Linked DNA regions of Sus scrofa: region 1 is linked to region 2. A link is a contact called in public HiChIP or PLAC-seq data. All regions are on one chromosome and are shown on one strand. Each heading gives the region's core, a stretch centred on a gene start, on an enhancer-like site or on the middle of the called end of the contact. The rest is flanking DNA. Distances are from core to core; before and after follow the strand shown. Region 1 holds the start of B3GNT5 (UDP-GlcNAc:betaGal beta-1,3-N-acetylglucosaminyltransferase 5). Region 2 overlaps MCF2L2 (probable guanine nucleotide exchange factor MCF2L2).

Region 1 (3,672 bases), core at 731-3,230, 66 kb before region 2:
GATCTTTTCAGCGCCACTACTTAATAGGTCCTTAAAAGGACCTTCCATCGTCCTTTTCTGGGTCAGTTTCAGCTTTTCACATCGTTCTCCCTTCCCCCATTGGGACCAGGCAAAGTTTCCCAAAATAAAGGCACAGAGGAACAAATCCAATTCTAATGGATGTACTTTCATCAGAGAATTACCCTAAATATGAGCTCCAAGACACCACCAGGCACTGAGCGGTTACAACGATGGTGTCCCTTTAACATGACCCATAACCTATGAAGACCAACAGTGGGAAAGAAAAATATAGGGTGCATAGTCAAGGGTTGGATGAAAAGGTGCTACTTTGGACCTACGTAATTGGTATCTGAGTAAGCAATGACTCTGTCACTTCAGGAAGCAAAATAGAATTCAACAGAGTCAAAGGAAAGAGTGGCAAATACTTACCCTCCTACAAAGAGGTCTAATTTCCCAGTTTCTCCGCCTGCCCACTTCCTTGTCTCTTTCTCCCTGACCAGTAACTCACCGAAAGCTTCCCCAGTCTGGCAGTTTCCTAGCTTCAACCTTCAGACTCGGCCTTTCAACCAAATTCACCCCTGCAGCCTAGGGGTGGCAGCAAGGTTAGGAGACCCTGGCCGGAAACCGAGGCCCGCAGGGCGCGGCTTTCGCCTCCCGGCTCCCGCGCTCCGGCTGGTTTTAGCAGCGCGGCGCAGCGGCAGCCTGGCGGGAGCTCCCTAGAGAAGGGGATCCCTCCCGGCCCTGGGAAAATTCACCCCCACCAGAGCTCCGGGTCTCCCAGCCTACCTGCTGCACCTGGGCTGCTTCTCGACCGGGAGCCACGGTCGCCGGGCGCCCGCCAACAGGCCGGAGCGAACAAAGGGGCTCCGGACAGGGAACGCGCCTCCTTCGCCGCCGCGCTCCCGGGCGGCGGGCAGCCTACCCTACGGCGGGTAGGGCTGCCTCCGCTTCCCGACGCCCGGCCGCGCGCGCCCCAGGCCGGGGCAGCAGCCAGCTCTGCTCCAGCGGCGGCTCCCCGGCCCCAGTGTGTATTCAGACCTGAAGTCCTCCAGCCACCGTGCGAATGCGCGTGCCTTCACCTCCTCACAATTCTTACCCCCTCGGCCCTAGAGACCTCGCCTGGCCCAGAGGAAGCAGAACAGACTCCGACTCTCCTTTCCCGTGGCCCGGGATTTGCTCCTGCGGGGAGACGCTGCGAGGCAGCCGGGCCAGGCAGGGGCGGGGCGGAGGCCGGGCGGCCCGGAGCCTTCACTGCGGACTGGGGGAGCCTGTCTGCCCGCACGGAGAACAAACCAGTTGAGATTTATTCCCGCTGAGCGGGCTAGAACTTCCCCCATTTAGCGATCCGGAAGAGAAGACCACATTTCCACTCACTAGGGACCTGGGCCCCTGCTAGGATGCGGTGGGCTGCAAAGCATTTTTTAAAATAGTGCAGTTGATCACATATATGAATTCCATATGAAACAACTGGTCTCCATACACTTTTCATTAGGAGATAGTATTTGTTAGACAACTGATCCATTTGTTCAGAACACGCATCAGTTTACTCTTCTAGGAAATGTAAGTTCTGAGTTGTACTTCGAGCACCTTATTTTCCTTTTAGGAGCAAGAATTCTAAGGGCAGGCTAGTCTTTAAAAGATCTCTTGTAACACCACTTATGCCTCAGGCTTCTGGGGGCCTCGGTAACAAAAGAAGGGAGCTAACATACAGCAAACTAGAGCTTCACGACGGCGGTTGGTTTTAAGAAATCAGTGGGGCGGTTGGGGAGAGACTCCCCCCTCCCCGCAATGAGTTCACTTTCAAGCCCAGCTCAATTTCAAACGGAGCTTAAAGCAGAACTCACCAAGACCAACATCAGCTCCTTAAACTCCCAAAACGGAGGTCGGCTCTCCTTCCGGCAGCGGAGCGAGTCATTGATTTCAGGAACAAAACTTGCCCGTTTTAAATCGTGAGCCGGGGCTGGACGGCCAGCGCTGCGCTCGCTTCCCCAGCGAGGAACTGGCTGGAACGGGCAGGTCTTGGCGGACCCAATCAGGGGTTCCGGGCGGAGGGCGGGGGCGCGGCTGGGCTGGTGTGCGGTGTGCAGCATTTCCTGCACCTTCTTGGCGTCACTGCAAAACCCAGACTGGCCTGTCCCTTCAACACCACCCCAGTGTGTTGGTGAAGGCAGTGAGCCCCACCCCAGTCTGTTGTCCGTGCATAGGAACTCCAGGAAATGCTTCTCCCCATCTCTTCAGTTAATTGAGATCATTTTACTCAGATCATCAGCTGTGAGCCAGGATCTGTATGTGTCCTCTTTGAGCCGTTTTTTCCCAATTCAAAATACTAATGCATGTAATTAGACCAAATCAGGAGAATATGAATTTCCACTAAAGGGAAGAGATTATAAATAAATCCTTTATGGGTCTGGTTTCTTGTTCCCCAAATATTGTTCTAGCGTCCTCCTGTAGAACAAACATTATCATTTAACAGAGGTGATATTTTGAACAGCTTTGTAATTGTATGTATTTGAGAACATGACAGAAAATAAAAGATTAACCCATATTTCAGTAAAATAAAAGTTTTGGATTTGTGACTGTGAAAGGAAGATGACAGGTAATGACTTAAAAGTAGATTACTGAGTCAATTTGAAAGTGTAAACATAACATTGTACTTGTTATTTCAAACCAGATTTTTAAGAAGTTTTAAAAGTAGTTTCTTTAAGCTCCTTAAAATATTTTCAATTATGCAGTTATTTCCTTTCATATATTACCTGTAGAGAGCATGGCTTGGTGCTGCCTTTATCAACTCAGAGACTGTAGTGCCAAATGGCATGTCCAATCACAGAAGTATTTATGTAATGTGATTTGTAAGGGAGTCACTGATAGTGACCTTTAAAAAGCTGATTCATTGTTAGTGCAGTGCAGATCACTCCCTTTATGCAAAATAAAATCCTGATGCTAAGCCCATAGACATAACCCCTAGGTATCATATGTGTATTCTGTATTTATGTACAAATGTTCATTATCATTATATTCGTGTCAGGTCGCTTGAAACTAGGCCCACATGGGTGCAGGTGTCAGCACATGTATATTCCACATGCTCGAACACATCGGACTGTACCCACCAAAAATACAAACTGACTCAAACATTGATAAATACATATAAAAATCATATAGTCACATCAGCTTATATGGAGATAGACAACACAGGCAAAGGATTAGAAGGAGGTCAGGATATTGGTGATAGGATGTGGGGCTTTTGGTGGGAGGTGGGGAGAGGGTGTGGATGGGAGATGGAGAGGAGCAGAGTGGCCCAGAATGCCTGTCCTGGTGCCTGCGTACTACATGGGAACAGCTCCTCTGCCCATCTGGGAGGATGCCTGTGGCAGGCTGGCTCCCTTTCCACCTCAGAGGGAGAGGAAGAGAATGATAGACTTGATGGTATAGAATGAAGTTCTCAGTTTCTTTTATTGGGAGGGAGTGTGTGAAAATTTTGAAATTAGTTAGAGATAAAATTAACTGATAGCAGTGATGCTAATTTGACCGTCACGAGGAAGGAGGACAGAATTGCCTTGCCCTCCGTGTCTATAGTAGCCGCTTGTGAACCAGTACAATTAGATTTATAAACAACTTTCAACCTCACTGTCAGGTAATCGTTTCACAGAGCGCTAGAGGACTATGGAGAGTTGC
Region 2 (3,982 bases), core at 696-3,195:
CCCCAAGCACGTAGAATATATGAATCTGGGAGCAAGAGGTTGATGAGTTGTGACCTTATTCATTACCATACTTTTAGTGACGCATGTGGGGAATTTGTCCTCCCCGTCCCTGCAACTTCAGCCTCAGTCAGTCTAGAGGTCTTGGTTCCCTGGGGGAACATTTCCACCAGGGGACATAGTAAAAGTCCTACTTAAATCTATGTCTGAAAAAAAAATAAAAGTGGAGTTCCTACCATGGCTCAGTAGGTTAAGAATCTGACAACAGCGGCTTGAACTGCTGCAGAAGCATTAGTTTGATCCCTAGCTGGGTGCAGTGGGTTGAAGGATCTTGCATTGCCACAGCTGCAGCATAGGTGGCAGCTGCAGCTCAGATTCAATTCCTGGTCCAGGAACTTCCAAGTGCCATGGGTGTGGCCATTAAAAAAATAAATCTACATCTACCTCCTGCTACCCCACTTGTCCTTAGGTTGTACCTTTGTTCCCTTCCTCCTCATCTGGCACTTCTGCTGGTAGCATACGAAGTGGGTGTCCCAGCACCCACTTGTCTGGCTGTTGTTCTTTTACTAGTCCATTTACAGTTACATCCAGGCAAGAGAGTTCTGGGAGATGTCCCAGTGGATCACAGGAGCACCAGATGTGTTCCTCTCTGCTTCTTCTTTTTTTTTTTTTTTTTTGCTTCTGCTTTTTAGGGTCGCACCCACAGCATATGGCAGTTCCCAGGTTAGGGGTCAAATTGGAACTACAGCTGCCAGCCTACGCCACAGCCACAGCAACATGGGATCTAAGCCGCATCTGCAATCTACACCAGAATTCATGGCAATGCCAGATCCTTAACCCACTGAGTGAGGCCAGGGATCAAACCCACATCCTCATGGATCCCAGTCGGGTTTGTTAACCACTGAGCCAGGAAGGGAACTCCACCTCTCTGCTTCTATTAGGTAGCAGCCTGACTGTCTCGATGATCAGGGATCAATGACTTCCTTGAGCATGGCAACCATTTGCTTTGGGGTTGGGGGGGAGGCTTTATATTTTAGTCTTACTGAAAATTTCTCATTAAATCTCTGATGAAACAGGCAAGGCTTTTGTTAAACCCAACTAGACACATCAGAGGGCACCTGGTTGCTGATCTAGGTGCTTGTTTCCCAATTGTGAAATTTCTTTGACCCCAGCTCCTTGCAACCCTAAAAGTCTACAACAGCAAACGCAGACTTCCCCAGAAGCTGGCAGGGACTTTGACAACTGAAAATGCACTAAAGGAGTTCCCTTGTGGCTCATTAGGTTAAAGATCCCATGTTGTCACTGCTGCAGCTCAGGTCACTGCTGTGGTATGGATTCTATTCCTGGCTCAGGAACTTCCACATGCCATGGGCACAGCCAAAAAGAAAAAAGGAGAGAGGAACGAAAAACAAAAACAAAAACAAAACAAAAAAAACACACAAAAAAAAAAGTGCTGTGAGACTATATGGAATCTGAAAGCAAATCATTGAATACTTAGGCATGATTCCCTTTCTCTTGACCAAAGACAGGTAGGTATAGGAAGTAAACACTTCACATATAGACCAGCCTAGACATTGAAGTTCATGCTCTAGGGCACCAAGCAAAAGATCCTTATTTAGCCTGGTACCCTTGGAAACATCCTGGAGCTCTTGCCTGATGTAAGCTCTGGAGAGCTGCTGGGATGAATTAGGCCGAGTGTGACCCCACTGGTTAACTCCTAGAAGGCAGAGAAAGAGCACAGTTACCAGCATAGCACACGGTTAAGGACTCAAGCACTGAGGGCTTACAGACTTCAGCTCCATCTCTTTGGATGAATTACGTAACTTTGTTGTGCTTGAATTATTTTCATCAATTATTTTACAAAATAGAGGTAATACTATATATCGTCTTGCTGTGAGAATTAAATGCAATGAAGTCCTTAGGCTGGTGACCAGATTGCTGTTAGCATATTATATAGCAACCAGCTTCCTGTTTGTTCCTCCAATAAAGGGAGGGAAAGCCCATGGGCGTAGGCATCACTTTAAGGCTTCCAATCCCTATCCCCCAGGTGAAAATGGTGTACTTGAGTTCATATGATAGAGATGGTCCCCCTTTAAAAGCTGTAATTGTCAGGAGTAAAGGAAAATCTGGTTTGAAAAAAATAGGAAATAGTTTGCCCTTTTGAAAGTTATGTGCGGACTCTACAGTTGTCCCTTTCTGCCACCTAGTGGACAGCAAGGGGAAAGCCATGATTTTATCTTCAAAGTCCAAAAACTTTTATTCTGAGGAAGACAGTTTAAACTCACTAATGGGCTCACCTGTTAATAAAGTTCAGTAATTTTTTTAAAGAAAAATAAAAGATCAGGGAGTTCCCTTCATGGCTGAGGGATTAATGAACCCGACTAGGAACCATGAGAATGCAGGTTCAACCCCCGGCCTCACTCAGTGGGTTAAAGATCCAGCCTTGCTGTGAGCTGTGGTGTAGGTCACAGACATGGCTAGGATCCTGCATTGCTGTGGCTGCAGTGTAGGCTGGCAGCTGTGGCACCAATTCAACCCCTAGCCTGGGAACTTACATATACCATGGGTATGGCCCTTAAAAAAAAAGAAGAGAAAAATAGATCAGGATTTTAAACACCAGGTACTAAATTAAATTCCCTAAATATTTTAGGATTTATGTAGTGTGTGCTAAACATCATCCACTAAAGGAAAAGAGAATACGTGCAGTCCTTATCAGCATGAATTTTCATGACCCACCTTTCCTGTTTTTCCTGCCCTTCTCCACCAATACTCTCTCTGCTTATTCTGGTACATGAATTGGGCAGGGCCGAGACTCAGGGTATATCTTCTCCACACACTGCTAGACCTGAGCTGGCACCAGGGTCATTCTGGTCGTTTTCCAAAAATGCAACTATCACTTGAAATTTTGCTGTAATCAAATCGAATATTTGTCAAGGGCCTGTATGTTTGGTTTAGTTTTTTGTTTTTGTTTTTGTTTTTTGTCTTTTCTAGGGCTGCACCTGCAACATATGGAGGTTCCCAGGCTAGGGGTCTAATCGGAGCCGTAGCCACCGGCCTACACCACAGCCACAGCAACGCAGGATCCTTAACCCACTGAGTGAGGCCAGGGATTGAACCCGCCACCTCATGGTTCCTAGTCGGATTCATTTCCGCTGCACCCCGTCGGGAACTCCTGGTTTAGTTTTTCTAGGGAGAGTATATGTGTGCATGTGTGGGCACTCTGCTTCCTTTTTTCACCATTATGTTTCCTCCCCCAGATGTTTATGAGGATGAAGACAATGGCAGACAAATATCTTCCAAATGTGAGTAACAGTAGTACGCTTGGAGTACCCAGAGCTCTTCTGAGATCCTCTCTTTAGTATTATTGTAATTACTATTAATCATAACAAGTATTATTTATTAAATTCCTAAGATGTACCAAATACAACAAAAGACTGTCCATGAGCTGCACTTTCCTCCCCTGCAAAACCAGACGCCTTGGCTGAGGGACATTCTCCAAGGCTCAGAGGTTCTAAGACTTCTGGGTTTCTTCCAAGAGCCATGGAGGATACGGGTGAAAAGAGTATTCTCTCTGCTCCAAGAGCCCAGGACCTGCGGGGAGACACAGGAGGGCTCACCCAGGGCAGATGCCCTTTGCCTCAGAGAAACTCTCCCCCAGAGGGACTTGTGAGGAGATTGTGGGTGACCCCACCACCTCCCGCAGCCCTTCGCCTCCTCTGTCTCCAAGCATAGAACAGAACAAAGTAATAGAACAGAGGAGGACGTCATACGTTGTAAGCTGAGACTGTCCCACAAACACTGCTTTTAAGTTTATAAGTGTATTTATGTGTGTGACACTGTGCTGGGATGTCACATGTGCACCTCCCTGCAGTCACACTCTAAGGGGTATGGAAGACCCTGCCCTAGACTAAACTCGGGGCCTGTGGGGCCCAGCAGGGGGGTGGCATCTGGGTCTTGACAGCTGAGTGCAGGCAGATCCTTACCT

The links. HiChIP or PLAC-seq counts read pairs in DNA pulled down with a chosen protein or histone mark.
Region 1: an H3K27ac HiChIP or PLAC-seq map of alveolar macrophages shows a contact between it and region 2. The contact joins the promoter of B3GNT5 here to the enhancer-like site in region 2. A contact is called at or near these places in 5 of 47 Hi-C or Micro-C datasets (adipocytes, blood, fetal heart ventricle and 2 more) and 2 of 2 datasets of contacts at active chromatin or transcription factors (alveolar macrophages and skeletal muscle).

What each region holds. Positions count from the first base shown.
Region 1 is chr13:121,205,009-121,208,680 of Sscrofa11.1, reverse strand. It overlaps B3GNT5 (UDP-GlcNAc:betaGal beta-1,3-N-acetylglucosaminyltransferase 5), which reads right to left and starts at 1,980. Exons shown (of 3, transcript NM_214327.1): 1 at 1,845-1,980. The region is part of intron 15 of MCF2L2 (probable guanine nucleotide exchange factor MCF2L2); the gene reads left to right.
Region 2 is chr13:121,138,459-121,142,440 of Sscrofa11.1, reverse strand. It overlaps MCF2L2 (probable guanine nucleotide exchange factor MCF2L2), which reads left to right. Exons shown (of 27, transcript XM_021069898.1): 26 at 3,255-3,299. Among named protein-coding and RNA genes, the nearest start is that of LAMP3, 23 kb to the right of the region's middle. Within about 2 kb of position 1,945, at least 9 of the 83 cell types and tissues checked have an H3K27ac peak or open chromatin away from gene starts, as enhancers often do. A contact at or near this core is called in alveolar macrophages and skeletal muscle, where this site is marked.